Regions from separate parts of the Pan troglodytes genome. Here regions 1 and 2 are each linked to region 3. The links are chromatin contacts, called in public HiChIP or PLAC-seq maps. All regions are on one chromosome and are shown on one strand. Each heading gives the region's core, a stretch centred on a gene start, on an enhancer-like site or on the middle of the called end of the contact. The rest is flanking DNA. Distances are from core to core; before and after follow the strand shown. Region 1 holds the start of LOC739572. Region 2 holds the start of KIF22 (kinesin family member 22). Region 3 holds the start of C16H16orf92 (chromosome 16 C16orf92 homolog).

Region 1 (3,326 bases), core at 78-2,577, 160 kb after region 3:
CAGCTGCTCTTCTTCTCCCCCTCATTCCCCATCAGAGTGGACGCCATCCCCCTGGGAACAGTCGAAGCCTGAGTTGACCTGAGAAACCAGCCCGCTTTCCCCCAGAACCCAGCCCACCACCATTCCCCGGGCCCAGGTTTAAACAAGGCCTTTAGAGGAAACATCCCGCTGCCTCATTCCCTCTCACAAGAAAAATAATAATAATAATAAAGGTTGCTTTATATCTTCGGGAGTGAGAGGGAACTCCCGCAACCCCCTACCCCTCACCCCTTCGCCTGGTGGGCCTCTCCTTCCTTCTTCCCTCCCAAGCACCTTCCCAAGCCAAGGCAGCCGACTTGACGCCCCAGACCTGGCAGATGGGTGGAAACCTTGGGCTACTCGGCAAAAGGAGAGACGTGGAGGCCTAAGGACCTCTGGTATAGGTCGTGGGGGACGGGGAATGGGAGATGGGGAGGAAGGCTGGAAAAGGGGGAGCCGGCTCCGTGTCGCTACCGGACGCTATAAAACCCTTGGAGTCTGCAGAGGTTTCGCAGCCTCGTTGCTAGGAGATCAGGGGTTCTAGAACTAAAGACAGAGGAATTTCCTAGCGCGCCCCGTTTGCTCCTCCAGCCTCCCCTCCGTACCCCTCCAGGTGCCTCCTTGGGGGCAGTGACCCCAAGCGCCAGACGCTTGAGAAGCTTGGGAGGATGACGTAGGGTGGAGCCTGCGACCTAATCCTCCCATCACAAGGGGCACGCGAGAAGCAACCCAGCTGCAGGGCGCTCTGGGGCCTCTCTAGCCGCCTGGAGCCTGCGAGAGCAAAGGAGGCTGGAGACTTAGGGGGCGGGGAGTAAAGTGAGGACTGCACCAAATCTCCTGGCCTCTTGGGGACGCAAAGACTCAGGAGGAGGAATTTTATCGCCTTATCTTTGCCTCCAGGAAGTCATACCCTCCACAAAAGGAAAGCAGAGATTTTTATTCGGTCTTCTCTTTTACCCTTTCCTTTTCCGTTTCTAACTTTGCTTGACGTTAATGGTTCCTTCCTCCCTCTCCTCCTCTGCGCTTTGGTAAGAGCCAAGGGAGAGGGGCGGAGGGAGGAAAAGGGAAAGGAAGCCGACAGGCCTTAAAGGGGCCGCAACTATTTTTTTAAGCCACTTTTTCCTCTCTCCAATTTTGCAACGACGGGCGCGGAGGAGGAGGTTCCCGGAAGCCACGCGCAGCTGGAGCAGCGGCGACCGCAGCTGGAGGCCCGGAGCGCCTGCGGGGCTGGCAGAGGCGAGGGAGGTTGCGGGTAGGAAGGGCGGGCTGCGCGCGCCCCCTGCGTCCCGCGCACCTCGGGGCCGGTCCATGCTCCCGACGGCTGCGGGCTTCAGCATCTGGGGCCAGGTTGGGGCGGCGGGGTCCAGGGCGCAGGTGGTGCGGCCGATGCGCCGGGCCGGAGGCTGAGGCCGCGCGGCGGGGCTGGGACAGCACTGGCATCTCCAGAGCAGGCCCGGGGCAGCAAGGGAGGCGCCGCGATGCCAGACGAAAATATCTTCCTGTTCGTGCCCAACCTCATCGGTGAGTGCTGCCCGCGGCCCCGGGCCGAACGAGAGGGCGAGGGGCCTTGGCGGGCTCCCTGATCCTGCCCTGTCTCCCCGCGTCCCGTTCCAAGGTTATGCCCGGATTGTCTTCGCCATCATTTCTTTCTACTTCATGCCCTGCTGCCCCCTCACGGCCTCCTCCTTCTACCTGCTCAGCGGCCTGCTGGACGCTTTCGATGGACACGCTGCTCGCGCTCTTAATCAAGGTGACAGACACCCCTCTCAGCCAGCCTTGGGGTTCAACAATCCCCTCCTCCCTTCCCTTGCCTCCTCGGGACCTCAGAGTCAGAGGGCTGTCATTCCCATCTCTGGAAAAAGCAGAACAGGATGGCCTGGGGTTTTTTGTTTTGTGTTTTGTTTTTTGTTTTTGAGACAGGGTCTCGCTCTGTCACTTAGGCTGGAGTGCAGTGGCGCGATCATGGCTCACTGCAGCCCCCATCTTCTGGGCTCAAGTAATCCTCCCACCTCAGCCTCCTGACTAGCTGGGACTACAGGAGCGTGCCACCACACCCGGCTAATTTTAAAATTTTTGTAGAGACTGGGTCTTGCAGTGTCGCCCAGATTGGTCCCCAGCTCCTAGCCTCAAGCGATCCTCCTGCCTTGCTCCCAAAGTGCCGCGCCCAGCAAGAATGGACTGATTTTGTAGCAAAAGGAATTTAAGCTAGCTCTTGAGAACTCACTGCTTGTGAGAGGTGTGGATTAGCAAGACATGACATGGCGGTGGCGCTGCTGGAGGTCTCTCTGAATACAAGTCCATTCAGGCCAGGGGCGGTGGCTCACACCTGTAATCCCAGCACTTTGGGAGGCCGAGGTGGGTGGATCACGAGTTCAGGAGTTCGAGACCAGCCTGGCCAACATGGTGAAACCCTGTCTCTACTAAAAATACAAAAATTAGCGGGCTTGGTGACGCGTGCCTGTAATCCCAGCTACTCCGGAGGCTAAGGCAGGAGAATTGCTTGAACCCGGGAGGCGGAGGTTGCAGTGAGCCGAGATTGCGCCATTGCACTCCAGCCTGGGCGACAGAGCAAGACTCTGTCTCGGAAAAAAAAACAAAAAAAAAAAACAAAAAAAAAAAACCAGTGTATTCAACAGGTGTTTACTGGAGGCCTACTGTGTGCCCTGCATAAGCAGTTGGGGTTCCAGAAGGCATGCTTAGAGGGAGGATGGAGAGGGAAGGGTGATGGCTTCTGGAGGGTTGACTAGTTTTTTAATCTGTTCTCCAGACCCAACTGTAAGGCTTCCCCTGAGGCATCAAGTCTCTATCTAGCCCTGGAGTCTTGGTTCTGGGGTTGATGAGTTGCAGACATAGCTTTCCTCTCCTCCTACCCTGTTCCCTCCACTCTCATGCCTTTCTCAGTTCATGCCATGGTGACCTTTGCCCACTGACCTCACACACAGCCTGTTTTCCAGCCTGCGTTCCTCCCCAGGCAGGCGGACACTTCCAGTCTTCGTTTACACCCTGCATCAGAGTGATAAACCAAATATGGGCACCTGTCCTGCATCCACTGCGCCATAACAGCCCTTGCCCACCTAATCTTCCAGGAACCCGGTTTGGGGCCATGCTGGACATGCTGACGGACCGCTGCTCCACCATGTGCCTGTTGGTCAACCTGGCCCTGCTGTACCCTGGAGCCACGCTGTTCTTCCAAATCAGCATGAGTTTGGATGTGGCCAGTCACTGGCTGCACCTCCACAGGTCTGCTGCGATTCTGGGGGCCTGGGCCACTTGGAGACACTACAGTGGGGTGGGCTGAGCCTAGATGG
Region 2 (3,398 bases), core at 226-2,725, 230 kb after region 3:
AAATTGAGCTAAGAGAGCATCTTTGGCCTCTTTTACATCATAAATAAGAAAACACTTGCTGTTCTTGTCTTCTTAGTCAAGGCCTGGCAAACTCCTATCCAACCTTTGAAACCCATCTCAAGTATCATTCACTCCCTTAATGAAGTCCTCCCAGAATACTCAAGGGCTTACTTCAGATTCCACACACTCAGTTTATACACATCTCTCATTGTGTTTCATATTACATCTGCGTATGTGACACTCTATTGAAACAGACTGTAAATTCCTCGAGGAAGGGACATTATTCATTCAGGCATTTTCATATATACCATGCACCGGACACAGTGCATCTTCGAAGGGTAAGGGGAGACTGTGCTCAGCCAGCAGGGATAACATGTACTTGGGCATAATGGTTAAGAGCAGAGGTTCTACACTCAGACTCCTTGAGAGCGAATTCAAGCTCCAATATTTACTAGTTGTGTTAACTCTGAACAAACTAACCTCAGTTTCCTGTGTAAAACAAAGACAGTAATAGTAACAACCTGATAGCATTGTGTGGACAATAAATGGTTCACCACCATAAAATGCCTACAACTGTGCCTGGCACATAGCAAGAGCTCTACATGTGTTAGGCATTCTCCTAAATGTCTGTTTCCCCACGAGGCTAACGAGGGCTCCAATGAATTACTATGGCGCCCACCATCATCACTAACCAGGATTAAGTCTCCGGGTTAGAGAGGCACATGTAAACAAATACTCACATACAAGATTTTGGGTGTCCTAACAGCCTTTCCAACCCTAAAATAGCATTCACTTCCATGCTAGAGTGAAAGGAAATTTTAGTCTTTTATTTCGTTTTCCTGTAATCGCAGAGCATCTTACGCTGCCAACTCAAACCCAGCAGCAGCCGGGTCTGTTCCTCAGCCCGTCCTCCTGCATCTCTCAGGGATGTCTCTGCACCCAAACACCATGTCCCACACAGAACCCTTCCCAAAACACGCCTCCGGCTCCCTTCTCGTCCTCGTGGCTAGAGCGTCCGCCACTCTTCTCTTGCTTATTCAGGTGATCTCCAGGGATGAGGCCATGACCCCCGTTTCACAGACGAAGAAACCGAAGCTCACAAAGGAAAAGTGCGCGGGGTTCAAGCCAAGAGCCTGGACCGGAGACCCGAGTCTACTAACCCAAGGGGAGAGCAGGAAACAGGGAGAAGGCAGGAGCCAGGCGGGGCGACCGGTTCGCGACCCCACACTCACCGTCCCCCTCTCCCCGCCCCTGCGCCATGGCCGCCTCTCCGCGACAACCCGCAGAGCCTGGACCACACTCCGACACATGACTCCCACTAAGCTCCAGACGTCGGTGCCCGCCTTGCCCAGGTCGGGCTCAAGTACCTGAGATCGCCGCCGCTGAAGCTGCCGCCATCTCGCGTCGCCTCTGCTGCGTCGAGCCGCCCGCGGCCATTCCACTCCCTCCTTGGGCCCGCCTCTCCCATTCGAATTCCCCGGTGCCCCGCCTCCTCTCCCAGGTTCCACCAATCACGACTACGCGCCGCCGGAAGCGCCTGCGTGTGGGTCGCCACTATCCCGCCTTCCAGCGCTCGCCTCCGGGTCCCCAAGAAAAGGTTCCCCTGGTCAGGACGCATGCGCGCGCGTGGGCCGCGCAGCCGTTGATGTCTGGAAGCGCGCTGAGATACAAACCCCTACGCAGGGATGTTGGCGACGGTGGCCGCTGGGGGAGCTGCTCAGCGCCGCCCGGCACTGGGCTCCCTTTCCCTTTACTTTCTGCAGTTTCTTGCCTCCGTGGGTGGTTGGCGCGTCTGCGGAGCCAGGGTCGTTGTGTGGATCGTGGGACTGCAGCCCCAGCCAAAAGGCTATCACGTCTGGTCGGTTCTGTAGATCTGGGCCCCAGGGGCTGGACTCTGGGCAGTCACGTTGCACTCGCTGCCTGCTGGGCCCAAGGCCACTGTAGGTCCCCTTGCGTCCGTGTCAGCCCAGGAGAGCAGCTTGGATGTTCCTGTCTTTATAACTTGGCACTCAGCACGTCGGCGAAGCGTGGAAAACGCTTAGTCTGTGATTCAGTCCCACTCATCCACGGTTCCGGTTCCCAGTCCTTAAGGGTACAGCGGTCCGTTGAGTAGCTCTCTGTCCTTTCTGAAGGGTTGGCTAGGGACGGTCATTCCACTTTTGAGCACCAGGTAGGTAGGGCCCAGGTTTAGACATTATGTTCCACCCTGTTGAACAACAAAACAAAACACAGGCCGGGCGCGGTGGCTCAGTCCTGTAATCCCAGCACTTTGGGAGGCTGAGGCGGGAGGCTCACCTGAGGTGAGGAGCTCGAGACCAGCCTGGCCAACATGGCGAAACCCCGTCTCTACTAAAAACACAAAAATTAGCCGGGGATGGTGGCACGCCTGTAGTCCCAGCTACTCGGGAGGCTGAGGCAGGAGAATCGCTTGAATCCGGGAGGTGTAGGTTGCAATGAGCCGAGATGGTGCCACCGCACTCCAGCCACGGCGCCAGAGTGAGACTCCGTCTGAAAACAAAAAACACGAATCTTAGATCAGTGTTTCTGAAACGTTTTGCCTTGGGATCCCACTACAGTTTTTAAAAATGAGGCCTCCAAAGATGTTTTGTGTATATGAGGGTTTTTGTTTTTTTGTTTTCGAGACGGGGTTTCACTTCCATCTCCCAGGCTAGAGTGCAGTGGCTCAATCTCGGTTCACTCCAACCTCTGCCTCTTGGGTTCAAGTGATTCTCCTGCCTCAGCCTCCCGAGTAGCTGGGATTACAGGTGTGCACCACCACGCTCAGCTAATTTTTGTATTTTTGTGGAGACAGGGTTTCACCATGTTGGCCAGGCTGGTCTCAAACTCCTGACCTCAAGTGATCCACCTGCCTTGGCCTCCCAAAGTGCTGGGATTACAGGTGTGAACCACCAGGCCTGGTCGTATATACTGTGTATGAAGTGAAACTAAATTAAAGTTGACATTAATGAATTTAAAAATGACAGTAACAAACCCGTAGACATAAAAAGTACATCTAAGTAGTGGTTGCCAGGGGATGGTGAGGGGCTGAGGAACTGGCACTACAGCAATAGATATAACGAGTTTCTTTTGGGGGTGATGGAAATATTAAATATTTTGGAATGAAGTAGTGATGATGGCTACGTAACGTAATAAACATACTAAAAACCAGAGAGGTGTGCACTTTTTTTTTTTTTTTTTTGAGACATAGTCTCTCTCTGTTGCTCAGGCTGGAGTGCAGTGGCACAATCTCGGCTCACCATAACCTCCGCCTCCCGGGTTCAAGCAATTCTCCTGCCTCAGCCTCCCGAGTAGCTGGGATTACAGGCATGCACCACCGTGCATGGCTGATTTTGTGTTTTTAGTAGAGACGGGGTTTCTCCATGTTGGTCAGGCTGGTC
Region 3 (3,346 bases), core at 631-3,130:
CCCAGGACTGACGATGACCCCGAAAGGGAAGAGGCCCCATCTCTCGGGGACTGAGGGGGTGGAGAGAGGGGACCTCTTCTCCCTACTCTGCCCCCTTCCTGCACACCCCTGCGCTGGAGGAGGGGAGGGGGCACCGCCTCCCACCCACTGAGGGCAGGAGGGCTTGTGGGGAGGGAGACCAACAGGGTTTCAAGGGGACCAGGAGTCAGAATGTGGGGAGACGCCTCTGCCAAGGCCATCCCAGCCCCTATGCTGCCATCCCCCAGGGCTCCCCATCACCCGAGAGGAGAGGATGCCCCAACTAACCCCCGCTGGCCCTCGGGCCTCCCGAGTGGCCGGCTGCAACCACGGCTCCTCTCCAGGGTAGGCCAGCTTGAGGAATCTTATTTATTTTATTTATTTACCCAAATTTGAACTAGTCTGTTGGGTTGGGGGAAGGAGGTGGCTGCTACCCCCAAGCCTTCCCAGTGCTGACAACCCCGGGGGCAGGCGAGGGCGCCCAGTCCCTCACCATCGGCTGCACATCGCGCCCTCGGGCCCTGCCATGTCCCTGGTGCTACTGACCTCTCAAGGCTTCCTCCAATCTGGGGTCGGGGGACCCTGGGAGGTGCTTTACAGACCGCTAATAAAAGACGATCTGCGTGAACGCCACCAAGGCCCTTGCCACCAAGTTCTTTGGGGCTGGGAAGGGAGGAGGTGGGGGGCTTGGGCCATGGGAAACAGAGGGGACAGGATCCCCGGCTGCTCGCTGGGCAGTCAGGGAGGAGGAAAGCAGGGAACTTTTGCTCATCAACAGGAGAGGAGGTGGGTGTGGGTGCTCAGGTTGAGTCCAGAGTCCTTGTCCGGCTCTTTAGGCCCCTTTCTGGAAGTTTCTGTGGGGCATGGAGATCAGAGGGGAGAGGTCACAGCCTGCCCCGCTAGAACTGGGGTCTTCAGCCGCTCCCAAGGAAGGTGGTGGTGGGGGGGGGTTGGAGAAAGGGGGCAGGCCTTACATGTGGGTGCAGAACTGGAAAAGGAGAAAGAAGAACGCCACCACCAGGAAGCCCACCAGGATGTGATGGAAGAGCCCGGGGCTGGAACCTGCTAGACAAACAGGACCCTTAACTCCCCTCTGATGGCCCAATGAAGGGTCTGGGGCTGCTCTCCTCCAGACCCTGGCGGGGAGGGAGGTCCCTTCTCAGGCTGGTTCATACCTGAGTTAATGAACACGATGGGTTTCTCTCCAATAAACTGGGCCACAGCCAGTAGCCTGGCTTGGTCTGAGTCCGGATAATCGAAGAAGTCAGGTCTGTCTAAGAAGCGCGGAGACTCTGTCCCCAGGGCTGACGCCGTGGCACGCTTGGGTCTGGGGGCTAGGACCCAAGCAAACTCTGTGACAACAGCCAAGCTGACCCCTGCCTTTATCTCTCGAGGTGGAAGCTGACTTGGGACCCTGTGAGACTACCCAGCCTTATTGCAGAGGCTGTGGAGGGTCTTGATTTCCCTCAGGGTCAGCTGGGTGCACCACGACAAGGCCCGCAGTTGTTGGGGGGTAGGTGGGACCAGCAGGATGGGAGAGAAGAGTGGAGAGAAAATGAGAGGGTGCAGGGTTGGCTTCCGAGTCCCTAAGTGGGCATCACACTTTATGCTCCCAGAGCTGCCTGCCTTCCTGCTGCTCCCAAGACAGCTTCTTACCAGTTTCTATGGCCCCTAGTGCAGCCAGCCACACCCACACCAGCACCCATGGCCACAGCCTCATGACTCCTATCATGAGGTGGGGGCTCTGTGATGTCACAGCCCAGAGCTGTTCTGATGGCACTTTGGGGTGAGGGGAGAAAGTGCTAGGAGCTGGGACCCCTCCCCCATCCCTCACTCTCATCAGAAGAGGAGAGGAGAGGAGAGGTTGGGACCAGTCTTCACCCCCTGGAATGTCACTGATGATAAAACCATAATGGTGGCAGCCCCAGCATTTACAAAGAGGAGGGATGCGGCAGGGCCATCTTGCTGAAAGCCCGAACTAAAGGAAGCTGTGTTTGGACAACAGGCACAATTTGGGGTGGTGGCACAGGGCCACACACCTCCGGTTACCCCTTGGATCAACCACAGGTAACATTTGTTTTATTTATTTTCATTTTTTTGGAGACAGGGTCTCTGTCTGTCACCCAGGTGGGAATGCAGTGGCGCCATCTTGGCTCTCTACAGCCTCTGCCTCCTGGGTTCAAGTGATTCTCCTGCCTCAGCCTCCTGAGTATCTGGGATTACAGCTTTGGATAAATCCCTTCCTTTTATCTGCCTGCCACCACACCCAGCTAATTTTTGTATTTTTAGTAGAGACAGGGTTTCACTATGTTGGTCAGGCTGGTCTTGAACTCCTCACCTCAGGTGATCTGTTCGCCTCGGCCTCCCAAAGCGCCGGGCCTATTTTATGTATTTTCAGAGACAGGGTCTCACTCTGTCACCCAGGCTGGAGTACAGTGGTATGATTACTGCAGCCTTGAACTCCTGGCCTCAAGTGATCCTCCCACATCAGCCTCCTGAGTAGCTGGGACCACAGGCATGTGCCACCATGCCTGGCTAATTTTTGCATTTTTTGTAGAGATGAGGGCTTGCTATGTTGCCCAGGCTGGTTTCGAACTTCTGGCCTCAGGTGATCCTCCAGCTTCGGCCTCCCAAAGTGCTGGGATTACAGGCATGAGCCACCATGCCCAGCGGGTAGCATTTATTGAACACCTATTACTATGCTGGCTGGACCCCATTTATGGCCAAGTACCTTGCACAAATTGGTTCATTTGCTCTTGCACTGACCCTCAGAGGCAGGTACTCTTTTTTTTTTTTTTGAGATGGAGTTTCACTCTGTCCGCCAGGCTGGAGAGCAGAGGCACAATCTCAGCTCACTGCAACCTCCACCTCCTGGGTTCAAGCGATTCTCCTGCCTCAGCCTCCTGGAGTGGGATTACAGGCGCGCACCACCACTGTCCGGCTGATTTTTGTATTTTTAGTAGAGATGGGGTTTCACCATGTTGGCCAGGCTGGTCTTGAACTCCTGAACTCGGATGATCCGCCTGCCTCGGCCTCCCAAAGTGTTGGGATTACAGGCGTGAGCCACCAAGCCCAGCCCAGAGGCAGGTACTCTTGCCTCCCTTATACACGGGAGGAAATCACGGCACAGAGGGGAAAAGTAGTGTGGGCAATGCACACTTCCTGGGGCGGGGGGGGTTCCTCTCTGAGGCTCCCCCTTGCATCCTATCCGCAGATCCAGGGGCACAGGGCTCTCTCCGTCCTCCCCCGCCCCCTCCTTAGTGCTCAGCCGGGAACGACCCTGGGGTTAGGAACCGAGAGGAGTAGCAGGCGTCTCCCACTAGGTGGC

The links. HiChIP or PLAC-seq counts read pairs in DNA pulled down with a chosen protein or histone mark.
Region 1: a contact with region 3 is called in an H3K4me3 HiChIP or PLAC-seq map of stem cell-derived excitatory neurons, with 4 times the contacts expected there. The contact joins the promoter of LOC739572 here to the promoter of C16H16orf92 in region 3. A contact is called at or near these places in 1 of 7 Hi-C or Micro-C datasets (stem cell-derived neural progenitor cells) and 1 of 1 datasets of contacts at active chromatin or transcription factors (stem cell-derived excitatory neurons).
Region 2: a contact with region 3 is called in an H3K4me3 HiChIP or PLAC-seq map of stem cell-derived excitatory neurons, with 4 times the contacts expected there. The contact joins the promoter of KIF22 here to the promoter of C16H16orf92 in region 3. A contact is called at or near these places in 1 of 7 Hi-C or Micro-C datasets (stem cell-derived neural progenitor cells) and 1 of 1 datasets of contacts at active chromatin or transcription factors (stem cell-derived excitatory neurons).

What each region holds. Positions count from the first base shown.
Region 1 is chr18:32,339,060-32,342,385 of NHGRI_mPanTro3-v2.0_pri, forward strand. It overlaps LOC739572, which reads right to left and starts at 1,328. Exons shown (of 6, transcript XM_009430597.5): 1 at 1,163-1,328; 2 at 624-789; 3 at 1-51. The coding sequence starts at 1,328. It overlaps CDIPT (CDP-diacylglycerol--inositol 3-phosphatidyltransferase), which reads left to right and starts at 573. Exons shown (of 6, transcript XM_001145226.7): 1 at 573-1,539; 2 at 1,634-1,768; 3 at 3,105-3,258. The coding sequence starts at 1,497.
Region 2 is chr18:32,411,448-32,414,845 of NHGRI_mPanTro3-v2.0_pri, forward strand. KIF22 (kinesin family member 22) reads right to left here and starts at 1,476. Exons shown (of 14, transcript NM_001280277.1): 1 at 1,368-1,476. The coding sequence starts at 1,437.
Region 3 is chr18:32,178,293-32,181,638 of NHGRI_mPanTro3-v2.0_pri, forward strand. It overlaps C16H16orf92 (chromosome 16 C16orf92 homolog), which reads right to left and starts at 1,881. Exons shown (of 5, transcript XM_024349484.2): 1 at 1,675-1,881; 2 at 1,194-1,352; 3 at 993-1,080. The coding sequence starts at 1,858. It overlaps TLCD3B (TLC domain containing 3B), which reads left to right. Exons shown (of 6, transcript XM_016928785.4): 6 at 1-651. DOC2A (double C2 domain alpha) reads left to right here and starts at 1,794. Exons shown (of 12, transcript XM_063796939.1): 1 at 1,794-2,085.